Linked DNA regions of Pan troglodytes: region 1 is linked to region 2. A link is a contact called in public Hi-C data. All regions are on one chromosome and are shown on one strand. The core of a region is the stretch at or near the end of the contact, and the rest is flanking DNA. Distances in the headings are between cores, read along the strand shown.

What was found. Hi-C and Micro-C count contacts between places; a contact is called where the count stands out from the background.
Region 1: a Hi-C map of induced pluripotent stem cells shows a contact between it and region 2, with 3 times the contacts expected there. The contact joins two enhancer-like sites. A contact is called at or near these places in 4 of 7 Hi-C or Micro-C datasets (induced pluripotent stem cells, a lymphoblastoid cell line and stem cell-derived neural progenitor cells), 1 of 1 datasets of contacts at active chromatin or transcription factors (stem cell-derived excitatory neurons) and 1 of 1 other capture datasets (stem cell-derived neural stem cells).

Annotation. Positions count from the first base shown.
Region 1 is chr9:124,154,169-124,161,391 of NHGRI_mPanTro3-v2.0_pri, forward strand. No RefSeq gene overlaps it. Among named protein-coding and RNA genes, the nearest start is that of MIR100, 63 kb to the left of the region's middle. Within about 2 kb of position 3,528, at least 11 of the 24 cell types and tissues checked have an H3K27ac peak or open chromatin away from gene starts, as enhancers often do. A contact at or near this core is called in induced pluripotent stem cells and stem cell-derived neural stem cells, where this site is marked.
Region 2 is chr9:123,602,474-123,609,942 of NHGRI_mPanTro3-v2.0_pri, forward strand. No RefSeq gene overlaps it. Among named protein-coding and RNA genes, the nearest start is that of SORL1, 210 kb to the left of the region's middle. Within about 2 kb of position 1,983, at least 13 of the 24 cell types and tissues checked have an H3K27ac peak or open chromatin away from gene starts, as enhancers often do. A contact at or near this core is called in induced pluripotent stem cells and stem cell-derived neural stem cells, where this site is marked.

The DNA.
Region 1 (7,223 bases), core at 2,278-4,777, 550 kb after region 2:
ATCTAACCTGTGTTTCTTCTGGTGTTTTTGTTTATTTGTTTACCATAGATTATTTATAGCCTTTTTCCAAACAGAGAGATACTCACAGCCCTTCCCAGTTGGCTGTTTGGCTCAGCTAACAGAGCTGCTCTAAAAGTCATGGTTAAAACTTCATTCCCCTAAAAGGGTCATCGAGTTTGCTCCATAAGAGAGCTATATCAATCACCCTTCCTAAATGATAGTCTTGTCATACATAGAAGAGAAGCCAGGCAGGTGAGTAGATGCCATTATCACCACTGCTTCTGTCTATTAAAAAAATAAAAACAAGATTTCTGCCTACTCTCCAACCCAGCCAAAGAGAGCCTCAGAGTCAGACACCTGGAATTAACCCTCATCCCTGCATCTACAGAGGACGCCTGGCCAGAGCAGTACCGGCGGTGACAGAGCTGGGACCACTGACATCTGAAATGCATCCTGCACTCCAGCCCTTATGTGGTACTTGCTTGTCTCATAAAACCATTTTGTTTTTTGAGGATGGAGATAAGGTTCTTTAACACAATTTTCAATCTATAGTTGTACTCCAACGTGTTCCTTATACATCTACAATTTCTTCTATCTTATAAAATGAAATACACCCCTGATTTCCGAAAGAAAAAAAAAAAAGCACAGCATTAAAAAAAGGAACCTGAGAGGCCACGAGGCTTTTCACATTTTGCCAGAACCAGGCTTTTGTCTGTGCTGGCGCCCTGGAGCTCAGGGATTTCTTAGGAATGAGAGTACAAGTGGCCTTAAGACCTCAATGATTGGAAAGAGACACCTTGAAGGCTGGAAGGAGGAGGTAAGGGCAGAGTTGCATCCAATCTGTGCTCACCTTCCTGTTCAGAATTACCTGGGCAGGTAGCTTAACATCTCCTAACCTTGGTTTCTTCACCTGTAAAATGAGAATAATAAGACAACACATCCCACGGGATCTTTGAGAACACGTATTCAATGGAATGAAACCCTCAGCACAATGCCTGGCACCTCGGGAGTGACCATTAACGATGCCTCTTGTTATTAATATTATCACAATCATCTCAGGGGGGCAAAGTAGCGAAGACTGACCGTGGGAAAGAGAGCTGTGGGAAAGTGACAGAGGTGCTGCCATCCCCTCGGCCCTACCCATGACCCCACTGTCAGGGGTGCAGAACATTTTTCCCATTCACCAGGTCCCAACCCACTCCCAGATAGAGCAACGTGGTGAAACAATAAAAGCCTGGCTCCCGCAAGATGGCACCATGACGGGCTGTGCCTGGATCCAGAGGAGACGTCTCTGTCCAGCATTTCCATCAGGCTCTTCCGAGCCAGCTCCTGGGGTGCGCACAAAGACCCATTCAGGATGGCTGGAGTTCTGAAAGCCAGCAGATGAGCCGAGGAGCCGGGAAGGGGGTGGAGAATCAGCACAGCGCCTGGCACTAACCCCACTGGGACCTGCCCTGGGCAAGCAGGCGTGGAGGGCTCAGGTCTGCCGCCACGGCTGCACTCTTTGTTTTCCCGCAGATTCCGTTCTCTGATGGTGGTCCAGGGCACCAAGGACACCAGCTGCCATGGCTGGGATTGAATGACCTCCCTGGGGTGGCTGGGAACCCCCACTCCCATAGTGCCAGCCCAATGGGCAGGATACCCAGTGGAAACAGGCCATTACTAACAGGCCTGCCATTTCGAAAGTGCCTCTTTCTGGGAAAATTGACTCTCAGAGGTTCCCACCCTGGGAAGGTACAGTGAGAAATAAGAAGCTAAATTACTATGCAGTAGCCAATAGTTATTCCCCAGGGCCTAGAAAGTGACTCTGTGCCCTTCAGCCTCAGTTTCCCCACCTGTACAATGGGGCTAGGTACAACAACCTGTTGGAACTCAAAAAGTAGCTGCTGTGAGAGAACTTATCAGTAGTAGTTGGTTTGTTCCCTTTGAACACAAATATATCAGATCTGATGCATCAAGGATATGCCAGTCCTGCAGCTCCCTGAATGTTAGAGCACAGAGGCTGCTTAATGGATCATGATCCTTGGATGCAAATGAAAATAAGATTCCCTCTTTTACTTTTTCCCTCCTAAGTCTATAAGAGGCTGTCCTAACAAGGTGACAAGCTGAACATGCAATAGAAAACTGAGCCCCTTTAGGCTGCCAGAATTGTAAGACATTTCCTGTGGGACAACAGCATTTCCCAGATGACTCAATTCAGAAGGACTAAAAGGAGTTTCTGTGACCTGAAGATGTTTGTACATCAGCTAGTCTAGCTTTCCACCTTTGCTGGAATATGCTGACTGCATTTATTTCTCTAGATATCTCTCACCCAATAGTAAGACTCAGTAGAAGCACCACCTCCTCCAGGAAGCCTTCCCTGACTACACAGCTTGAATTAGTGCACTTTCATATTCTCCCACAACACCCTGGGCACATATACTTCCCTCTTAGCAATCAGGAAATTATATTGAAATTGTCTGCTTGTTAGTCTCTGTCTTCTTGTGACCAGGTACTATACTTTACAATCTTTTTTACTCCAGTATCTAATACAGTGCTGGCATAATGCAGGAATTTAATAAGTGTTTATTGAACTACATGGATGTGTATCTCTCTCTAGAGTATTTGCTAGCGTAAACCCCCATTTATATTTTATAAGGGTATCCCATAACCTCTGCTCTTAGGAAGTTCTATCTCATATCTAACTCAGTTCTCTCCTGCATGCATATATTTCTCTTTTTTCAAACCTCGGGAGACCACAGCCAGTCACGATCCTCATTCTTATCAGAGTGATCATAGAAATCACAACTTGCACTCATCATTGTTTTTCTCTCAGGTTCAGCTTTATTTTTTTGGTCTGAAATCAGGAATGAACTTTCACAGTCTCAACTCTGGCCATTTTTCCTTTTAACAAACAAAAGAAAAGAACTTCCAAGAATGATTTTGACCAGATAGAGTCTGCTCCTTTTAACAAGATTGTGTGAAGCACCTACTGTGTGCCAGGCTGTGTGTGATGGAGAGGGAGCAAATGCGTAAGTCCCTGACATCAAGAGATCTTCAACCTAAAACAGAGAATAATGGGGGTACTTAATTTAATTCATAAAAAGTAGCACCGCACTTTCTTGTGATCCCTTGGTTAGAATCACCAACTTTTATGAGTTTGTAGAAAAGCCCAGAGTGCTAAAAAGTAAAAAGCAAACATTCCATTTCTGAGCAATTTGGGAGAAACTAAGTGGCCCAGTCAGGAGACACGTTGGGGAGTACCTTAAAGGATAAGTGTCAAGTGTCTGTTGACATTTCTAAAGAAATCCATTTGCATTTTCACTGCTAAGGAGAGGCCGGCCTCCACTGGCCACACATTCAGAAAGCTGGCAGGAGCCACTGGTCAGCAACCCCCAATCAAACAGGCTTCCTCTTTCTGGCCAAAGAGCTCAGGGTCTGCGTGACTTGAGGCAAGTCATCCAGGGACATTTGGGATTCTGATCTAGTGAGCCAGTGAAGACGGTACAGATAAGGCCCAGACAGAAATCTGGCAGCCTAAGTAACATCTGGTTGGTCTGAGGTTTGGACTCTGGCTGGGGCTGGGAGCCCAGGGCTGGCGACTGGGGAGCCTGCATTTGGAGCTGGTGACAGCAGGTGGCGCAGGAGCGCAGAAACCAACCTTCAGTGGGCCCTGAAAGAAATCATGGTGTTAATGCCACCCCAAACCACAGCCAAGCAAGGCAAAGGCGACCATGTTGTCCTCAAGTCCTGAAAAGGGCAAATTGCACAGATGGAGCAAAGAACCATAGATGGGCAATTCTCAGGTAAAGAAAAGCCAAGGTAGGTCATCAGAGATCTAGGTAAAATCCTTCGACGGTCAAGGACTTCAGAACTTTAGGAAATGTGCAAAGAAAATGAAAGAGAAAGACAACACATAACATTAAGTTCAGGAGCAATATAAGAGCTCCTGGAGAGGAAAGGCTCAAGTCACTTTGAACCCTTAGGGCAGCTGATGAGCCAGGTATCGTTCTCCAAATAGCCTCTCCTTCCCTCCAGCAACAAAACGCAAACAGAATATTCACAACAAAAACCTCACCTATTACAGTTAGTAAAGCCTCGAAAATCAACATTTTTAAACAAAAAATGGAAATGTTATCTCCTTCTTAAAGCTAGTAGAAGGCACCTTCTTGTTGCCCCAATCTCTGCATAAGTTCTCCTCCAAAGCATATCACTGGGGGAAGAAGGGAGAAAGTTCCCCTCCAGTAAGTATCCAAGGTTCTTCAGTTTGTGTGCCCAAAAGGGACAAAAAAGCATAGTCCTACTTATCTATTTACCTAACACCATAAGTCGAGGAATTTTAAGCAGCTGATTCTAAAAGCTAGAATAAAAGCGTTACGCACAAGATACGAGACAACCTCCCTTCAAAAGATAACGGGCACAAGCAGTAGACTGCTGAGATATGCAATGGAGAATTTTCCCTCATCCACTTAAGCAGTAAGGGTTGGCTTTGGGATAAATCTCAGGGAATGCAAAGAGTATTACTTATTTTTCCATTTGGTTTACTTTCATGTTGTTACTTCTCTCGTGGGAAGTAGATGCCTAAGCTCTGATGTATATAAATCCATTTTCAGTGTTTACTTAAGTACATATACATACACTATAGCAAAATGTTGCTTTGCTTGAAAAATCATTGAAACATTTGATGTGTTTGCTCTCAATCAATATTCTGCAAAAAGCATCTGGGTTCGCTGCTCAACTAGGACAGTAGACAAGTCTGGAGTCTTTTCCATGAGCCACCTGCCACTTGCCAGCTCTATGGGGTCCCACATCACAGTTGTCCCAGTAGCAGACAGTATAAGGGCTATGTGATTTAGGCTGCAACAAAGGGTGATGACAGAACAGAGAAAGGCAAGGTGAATTCCCTCTGAATGTGACCAGAAAGGCTTCATGGAGAAGGACACTCCAGTTGTTTGACTACTCCATGCCTTTGGACATGTTTTTGTTTTTTTTTGTTTTTTTTTTTTTGCCTGAAATGCCATTCCTCAACTCCCACCATCATCCTTTTGGGGGAATTTCCAGTTTCCTTCAAAAATAAGTTCTGATGTTATCTAGAGCCCTCCCTGACCATCACTTTGCCCCTTAGAAGTCCTATACAAATCTCATTCCAAATACATGGCACAGGAATGATGCTTGTGTCTTTGTTGTTGCCTTTATTATAATATTCACTCACCAGCTGGGAGACTCCTTTTTTTTCTAATTTTTTTTTTTTTTGAGGTGGAATCTCGCTGTGTCACCCAGTCTGGAGTGCAATGGTGTGATCCTGGCTCACTGCAACCTCTGCCTCCTGGGTTCAAGTGATTCTCCTGCCTCAGCCTCCTGAGTAGTTGGGATTACAGGTGTATGCCACCACACCCAGCTAATTTTTTGTAATTTTAGTACAGACAGGGTTTCACCATGTTGGTCAGGCTGGTCTCGAACTCCTCACCTTGTGATCCACCTGCCTCTGCCTCCTAAAGTACTGGGACTACAGGCGTGAGCCACTGCATCCCGCCTTTTTCTACTTCTTAATGGTTTCCCAGATACCTCTCCCTACAGCTCCTCCCAACTAAGTAGGGTTGCCAAATAAAAACAGAACTGCCCAGTTCCATTTGAATTTTGAACAAACAACAAATAGTTTTTTAGTGTAGTATGTCTCAGATACTTCATATATCATATTCTCATTTGTTAACTATGGCAGTCTTATTCCTGAGGTCACTGAGTTCGTGCCTTGTGCCCCCTCCCCGCCCTAGGGCAACCATTCAAAGCTTCAGGTGCACTTTCTCAGCATTAGCCTCTCTCCCCAGCCCTCCAGAAGAAAGGTGACACTCCTTGCACACACTGTTAGCAGCCTGGAAGAGTCATCTAAGGTCAGTTTCAGATCCATTTTGAGATTTTTTCTTTTTCTGTCCTGTATTGGCTGTATTTATTCAACAGAAGTCAAGTTTAAGTGTTTCAATTCAATATAATACCACTTGTTCAATTAATTGTTAAATAGGAGAATATCACTTACTTTTCATTTAAATGTGGTTTAATGAATTGCATGAATTACATGACTAAGACACTTTGCAATCTGTTAAATCCATGTTTAATTTCAAAGTATGGCAGGCTGGGTGTTGTGACATTTACCTTTTCAGTTCCTACTGTCTCTTTCTACCATTTCTCTCCTGCAGAAAACAAGGGAGATCCAGCTGGGAAGGCAGAAATCTGCAGAAACACATCCAATCCCATCAGAGTGCCCATCACCGAGAAACACCTTTAAGTTAAAGTTGCCCACTTTATTTCACTATCTTGTCAAATGGAGCTTTAAACATGAAAATAGAAACATCTTGGATTCTTTTAACAAGTCCCTTCTACCAAGACTAACATTATTCTCCATTTACATCCACTTCCCAGGGTGAAAAATGGCAAAAAGGATAATTTGTAACAACGCTGCCCTACCTTTTTTCACTTCATGACAGGCACAGAAAATTATAATAGCTGAATGACAGGGATCAATTGGAAAGAATTTGGGAGATTCAGTATGAGGCTTAGTAATAAAATTAATTAATATGATTTAAAATTAATAAAAATTATTTTGTTCATTATTTTAAAATATAAAATGTTATATAAATATATTAAATGTGAAATTTGCATAACGTCTCCCAGTTAATGGTATTCTATTTAGAAATGCCTAACATCTGATTGTAAAAGGTAAAGATAAAAGTCACGTATGCCTTCTACCTTATTAGAACAATACAAAATATAAGAGCAAATTAAATCAGAAAATAATCTAATATTTTTATACTGCAGGCAAAGCGAAGAACTTCCCTGAGAATAAATAAATCTGACTAAGAAAAAATTGAACTCATACTAGGACATTTTAACAGGAAGATCCAGGGAGTGAAATGTACTTCAGCTGTCGCACAACACGCTCTGGTGGCAGGGTCCGTTCAGAGAGTTGCATACACCCAAACAGTCATCACAGAAGCTAGCGAGTTTATAGACAAAGCGATGTATGTTCAGATACACTTGAAACTTTCTAAATGGTTGTCCAAATGATTTTCATACTCTACCACTACAAAAAGCATGCAATCATGAAGAACTCAGGGCACACCTGTAGGCCATTCCAGGTGCCCCCAAGACCACACAGCACCTCTGGGAAGCTCTGCCTTATAGGAAGAGGTCACCGTGTGCTTACGTCCTGGCACATTTTAAATGAATGAATACCAAAGAAGAGAATTTAA
Region 2 (7,469 bases), core at 733-3,232:
TTTGTCCAGCTGTAAAATGGGAAGGAGGCTTTTTTCTGACTTATCCCCTAGCGTCAAGTTCCCATTCCCACGCAAATGGCAGCTCTTTCTATACTTATTTGGGAGTGAAATGGATGGAAGAAGGGATGGAATGGAGAGGATCCCTTTCCTTTTTGAACTTGGGAGTTTATAGGTAAGTGGGCAAAAATGAGCCTACGGAAGAGACTAACTTCGGTCCGGATCAGCAGCATTTGCTCTTCTGGGAACCTCAGCTGTGGGCAGCAGAGAACTGAGGGCGTGTTCGGTAGCTGCGTGTAAAGGGAGGCACTGTGCTTAATGAGGTCTGCAAGCCTCGTGCTTTTCATTTGACCCAGGTTTTTCTCCCTTGGATTAACCTCTCTGTGTGTTGTTGGGAAGTACTGTTCATCTGGTTGTAGCTCAGAATTTTGTACCTGGCCCAGAGGAGATTCCTGGGAGTGGAATCTAGGTCCCCACCCAATTCTGATTGTGAGTAATGGATGCCGTTTGGATGGGAACTGTAGAGGATTTATCTTTAACGCCAGAGGGCTGGAGGTCACAGCTGAAGCAGGTTGATTAAAATCAGTTACTCAGGGGATTTGACTACACAACCCAAAACACAAGCTGGAGGAATCCAGCTTCTTCTCAGAACTGCCCCCAAATACTGAGGAAAGGTAGATTCGAGGTCTGCAATCCTCTCCTTGCCTCTGAACTCAGAGCTGTCATTGTCTCAAACACGCACTTGACACTAAACATACATTTTTCTCTGACATATTTGTATTGTTTTTTAAACTGTATGACAAATAGTTGTGCTGAGTGAGTTCCGGGCACCTAGCAGGCAGGCAGTAAATATTTGCTGTACATCGAAAGAATGCCGTTGGCTTGGCTGTCAGTATGGCTCCGATTCAGAACCATCCCATTGCTGGGTTCTTGAAGCTGGGAGGATTGCACGTTGAAGGGCTGGTCAAGCCCTGCCTGACCAGAAAGGTCTCTGTGAATACTTTGGTCATAGAGACCAGAAAGGTCTCTGTGAATACTGGAACATTCTCAGACATGCCGAGCAAAAGCTACCATCGCAGGCAAGAGGGACGGTGGGGGGAAGTGCAGCTGGGAGTTTTCCTAGAGACGTGGTTCCTTTGTTCTGGTAGATTTCAGCCAGAAAGAACAGCAAATTTTTACTGTCTGCAAACCACTAAGGAGCTACTCCCCTCCCCCTTTACCTCCTTCCTTCCCAACCTGGGAATTCATTTGCTGCTTCTCTCTCCTCCTCCTCTGCCCTCGGGCAGTCCCCAGGGACAAAGCTCTTTGTTGTGAACACTCCGAGACAATACGGGATTGCACAGTCCCCAGGGCACAATCGGGGCTGTCCTCCATGGAGAGTGATCGCCCCGGCAGAGACCCCCACCTGTTGATCTCCCCCTTCCTGGGGCGAGTGACAACCTGCATTGTGCTGGGGACGCACGCGTTTCCACAGCAGGCTCAGCAGATGGTGCTGGTGAGCAAAGCCATTCCCGTCCCTCTCGCGCCCCTCCCCACCGCCAGAGCCTCGCTGGTCTAAAGCAAAAACAGATGTTTTCATCATTTCTGGATCTGGCATGTGACTCGCAGTTCAGCAATGCGCCGACATAACCCAGAGTTGTACGTCCCCATCATCCCCCGCAAAATAAAAATCCTGAACTTAAACGAGCCTTCCTCCTAGGCGAGCCACTGACACATGATCTGTGTAATCCACCCGGCACATGTTTAATCGGACTCCAACTGCAACTGCCTTTGTAGCCAGCCCCGGCTCTATAATTGGGAAGTTGTCTTTTTTTTCAGCGAAGACACGGGACAGCCAGACTAGCTATCTTTACACCAAGGGCTGGGAAGAGGCGCTAGCCTTTTAAAATAGCCCTGGTCTGGCTGGCTGGCGAACCTGTCTGCGTGGGAGCCGGTGAGCGGGGCCAGAACAAAACAGGAAGGCCGCGGCGGCGCACCCTGTTCCCGGCGCCCTCGGCAGGTGGCAGCATTGGCCCGAGCTGGCCTCTGCCGCTGGCCAGCCCCAAAGCAGGGCCCTTTTACTTTCGGTGGCCTCAAAATTATTAGTTCCAGATGAGTTCTTGCAATTGTAATATTTGGTTTAACCCAATCTGCCCGACTGCGTCAGCGCACGTTCAAATACAGCCGTCTGAAGTCTAACCAGACATCAGAGGCATGTTTCGGGGGTGTCAACATTCCTTACCCTTTGAAAGAATTAAAGCAAAACAAAACAAAACAAAAAAAGGAGGCTGATTTATCCCAAAACGAAAGAAGGGTGAACAGGCGTGGGGCTAGGGTGCCTGAGAGGGAGCGAGCAGTGGACATTCAGGGAAGGCGTAACAATGGAACTTTGTCCAGGAGGCCCGCTAGAGTGGAACTGGATTTATTTGTTGAACTAGGAAGGGACCTCTAGGTTCTTTGAAGGTTAGAGCAAATAAGCAAAACTGGCGTGCATTTGGTTTACCAACAGCAGAGTCCTTCAAGTCACGTAGGCTGCTATTGTCAGACACAAAACGCGTTGTTTCTGGGGCTGGGCCTCTGCTTAACACTTGGCTTGGTGTCCCAGGAAGGGGGCAGTGGAGGAGGGGGCTCCCCATCTTAGCACACAGCTTTTAGGGGCACTCTGAATGTCTGCCAAGGATGTAGACTGGGTTTCCTGAGGACAGCAGCCTAGGCCGCAGAGGACTCGTTTAGAAGGCAGGAGCCCTCCTGCAGGCCCTCTGGCGAGTGGACTGGCTGGAGTCGTCAAGTGTCTTGTAAACGGCCCTGCTGTGGTTTTACTGCAACACCGTGGAGCTGGACACGGGGGAGACTAGGGACCCATCCCGGTGGTCTCAGGGTATTACAGATGCATGAGCTGAGGCTAAAAGACTCCCTCTGACCCCCAGGGCAGAGCAGCAAAATGTACAAAGGGAGCCCAGAAATCCTGCTCCAACCACCAGCCAGGAAAGGGTGTCTCTTCCCTTAGCAGAGATGGAATAACCTGGCCTTGAAAAGACAGCCTCTGTCAAGCAGTCTCCCACACCCCTTCCCCCTGCCTGCACCTCACTTTTAAATCTGTGCTCAAATTCTTCAGTAAGATTCCTGCTAGTCGACTACAGGGAGCCTGACCGTTTCCCTGCAGGTCTCTGTCTCAACATGGTACTGATCAAAAGCTGGCACCAGTCTGGCAGATGCTTTAAGTCCTGCATGTCGGGAGCTAGTGGCTGGTGCTGGCATCAGCCAGCCAGGCAGACAGAGTGGCCATCTTGTTAGATGTGGTTGGGGCCTCGCTCGTCACTTACCTGCTGCAGGGGCCACCCCACTGTGTGGAGGAGGCATAGGAAAGATGGTGGGACCTGCACTCATCTGGTCCAATACCTCCAGAGTGTTTAGGGACCCAGACTTCCTGCTATCCTCCTTTCAGTCTGAAAACTACATGTGTCCCTGCAGATTGTTGGGAAAGTGCTGATTGTCTTGGCGGGAGCCTCACCCTGATCCTAGAGGGGACTTGGCCTTGGAGGGAAATAGGCAAATTAGGCATTCAGGTGAGTACAATGGTTCGAGGCCTGTGTGCGTAGAATGGCTAAGGAATTCCAGTATTCCTTTCCATTGCTTCATTTACTTTATTCCCTTCTGAGAATCAGTTTTTGGACATGCTATAATCCAGAAATTCTCAGTCTTGCGTACTTAAGAATTGCCTGGACCCTACCCCCAGAGCTGCTGAAATCACAATGAAAAGGGGTTGGGGATAGGGGTCATGATTTTACTCTCTGCCCAGGTGGTTGTAATGTACAGCTAGAAGCTAAAAAACAAAATTTAAAAATCACTGCATTTCTAACCCAAATTCCCTTGATTTACAGATGAGGTTCCTAAGAGTTAAGCGGCTCAGCCAAGGTCACACAAATTCAAGTCCAAGTATGGAATTTCTGTATAAGACCTCCTTGCTCCTCAGCAATGATTGAGGCTTTTCCTCAATCTTTGAACCCATTAATGACTGAGCCAGTCACTTCTTTTCCCTGTTTAATGAAACCCTCTATCAGCCACAACCTGTGTTGCTGTTGCCTATAAGAAATTCCTCTTACAGTCGGCTCTCTGTATCCATGGGTCCTTCATCCATGGATTCAATTGGCCTCAGATACAAAATATTAAAAAAATATATATGTATGTATGTATATACGGATGGCTGTGTCTGTACTGAACATGTAGACTTTGTTTCTTGTCATTATTCTCTAAACAATACAGTATATCAACTATTCACATAGCATTTACATTGTATTAGGTATTATAAGTAATCTAGAGATGATTTCAAGTATGTAGAAGGATGTGTGTAGGTTTTATGTAAATCCTACACCATTTCATCTAAAGAGACTTTAGCATCCATGAATTTTGGTATCTGTGAGGGTCCTGGAACCAATTCCCCACAAATACCGAGAGAGAACAGTACTTACTGGGGAATTTTCAACTTTGTAGCTTTAAATAAAGGCTTATACTGAGACCTTTAGAAATGAAAATCTAACCCCCGCCAACCCTGATGTCCCTTATTTATCACTTATGTTCCCAAAAGGGATTCATACCTGCAGATGGCCATCATGGTGATAACTGCTTTGCAATGATTTGTTTTTAGAGATGAGGCTCCTGGGCCCTAGAAAAGTTTAGTGCCGTGTTTGGGCCAAAGTAGATGGCAGAGGCAAAATGAACATGGAGGCACCCACTTCCCAGCCCTTGGTGACATCACTGCTTTAATCTCACCTCTCTTCCCCTGGGGCTGCTCAAGGTGCTGTTTTCTTGTTAGTCATCACCTGCTGGAGGTAACAAACACCCTCAGAAATACGTCTGTTCTCTGTGGGCAAGGAAGCAGTCACTGGCTTAACCCTATGCTTCTGAGAATTGGTTTGACTTGAATATTTTGAGATCTTTGATGCTCGAAGGTTGAGGAAGTTACCATATTACCATAACTCATTGGGAACAAGAGAGAAAAAGAGCCCAGACATTGTGGTCACCAGGTAAAGTGGAAATGAAGCTGGACAGGGAGTCAGGCAACGGTGTCCTGTGTGACCTTGGACAAGCCATTGTATCACTATGGGCCCAAGTTTTTTCCTCTGGAAAAAAGCCAGGAAGTTGGACATGATCTCTGAGGTCTCTCCCAGCTCTGACATTCCATGGGACAACGAGTTCCTCATCTCTGGGATCTTCCTTTTGTCGGTCAGATGTGAGGCTCTGGATTCTCTTCTCTCTCTAAGTCAATTACTCTTGAGGCATTTCCCCAGTGACCTTAGGACTAACTCATGATTTTTAAACATGGAGGTCAGAACATGAGCAGCCACACAAAAACAATGACTTGGTTCCCTACCCAGTGCCTGGTGACTTCACAAAGGACACTTAATGTAAGTCCCTTCTCTAGAATTCTTTCTTTTCTTAGAGGAACTGCCCAGGGATCTTGCATCACTGGGGCTTGTTTGTCCATCCACCCATTTATTCCATCTTATAAACATTTGTTAAGTACCAACTCTGCTTAAAAAAAAGGATGGGGAAGAATGTTTATTTCTAGGAATGACTCTTCTAGATTAAGAGGCTACAGAGGCATTATAACTAAATACAGTATGTGACCTTGATTGGATCCTAGATCCAAGAAGAAGAAAAAAGCCAGAGAAGACATTTTTGAGAGACCTGTGGAAATCTGAATATAGATCTCGTAATGGGATTATTGACACATTTTTTAGATTTGATAATAGCATTGTGGTTTTACATGAGACATTTTACATGCTGAAGTACTTAAGGATCAGTGTCATGATGTTTGCAACGTTCCTTCAAATGATTCAGAAAAAAAAAGCAAATGTACCAGATGCTGATGATTGATGAATCAAGGATGGGGAGTATCAAGTGCTCATTGACTAACTCAACTTTTCTGGAGATGAGTTTTCGAAATAAAAAGTCATGACCAAAAGGGAGTGCCCCTGTCCACAGGGGGCTTCCATTTCCCATTTATTTACCCTTTGCTGCTTATCAAAGGCAAACAGACATGTGAATCACTATATTTAATCCAAGGCAGAATAGAATACATGGCCAGAGGAGGTGTAAGTGGTAGATCTTGGAAGACCAAAATGGAGAGTTGTTCATTTTTCCTAGGGCTTTGATGGGGGTAAGGGAAGGCTTCTTAATGGGGCAGTATTTGAATTAGGTATAGAAAGGTGTGTACAGTTTCAACAGGAAAAGGGCAAGGTTGTGTGTGTGGGGGGGGTGATTTTAGGCTGAGGGGACAATGGAAGCAAAGTTACAGAGCCTGAAGTTGTTTAGGGCACAGAGATTACTCTATGTGACTGGAAGGTAGTAGGTATGGGGAGGGATGTAACGGGGTATAAATATTGCTTGGTGTCTGACAATGGGTGCCTCAAAAGCTATACAAGCAATTAAAACTCTGACCTCAAGAAGAGATAAACCAAACATGTATTTCATGCTGCACCCACAAGTAGCTGCAGTATAACCATCAACACTTGGTTGTCTAACTAATGAATTTTCTGTGGCAAACTCCTGCCCATTCTTCAAAACTAGCACATAAGATTCCTCTCTAAAGTTTTACCCAACCTCTGCAGATAGAACTAGTCACTCTGGCCTTTTCTCTTTCTGTTTCTGAAGTCCATTCACACTCATCGCGATGTCACCAGGAGCAGGTAAGGTCAGTCTTGACAAGAGCCAGTTCTGCCTGCTTTCTCTAGAATGCACTCACTGGTTCTTATTCTTTTTTTTTTTTTTTTTTTTTGAGATGGAGTCTTGCTCTGTCACCCAGGCTGGAGTGCAGTGGCATGATCTTGGCATCACTGCAACCTCTGCTTCCTGGGTTCAAGTGATTCTCCTGTCTCAGCCTCCCAAGTAGCTGGCATTATAGGCATCCATCACCTTGCCTTTTGTGTGTGTGTGTGTGTGTATGTGTATTTTTAGTAGAAATGGGGTTTCACCCTGTTGGCCAGGCTGGTCTCGAACTCCTGACCTCAAGTGATCCGCCCACCTCGGCCTCCCAAAATTCTGGGATTACAGCCGTGAGCCACCGCACCTGGCCCACTGCTTCTTATTCTTATCCTTTTTGGATCACCAGTCCTTTGGCTCCACAACTCAGCTCCACACACTTACTTGCCTCAGTGTCTGCTTGCTGGGATAACCAGCCAGTGGTCACATGGTTTTTTGATATCTTCATGTTACCTTGGTTTGCCAGCTCCATGGATCGAGAGCTTGCAGGATCGAGAGGCCTGGCTGCTGCCCAGCTTATGCCAGGGCCCCACATCAGCTGGGTTGTCAGTGGGACTTCACCAGCATGGAAATAAGAGCATTTCTTCCTCCATGTTCTCAGGGAAATTTTGTATACCTTTATTGCTACAGTCCCTATCATCTTGTATTGTGATATTTTTTTTTTTTTTTTTGCCTGTTTTCTCTGCTATACCGTGAGTCCTTAAAGGACAATCTTGTATCTTAGTCAGCTT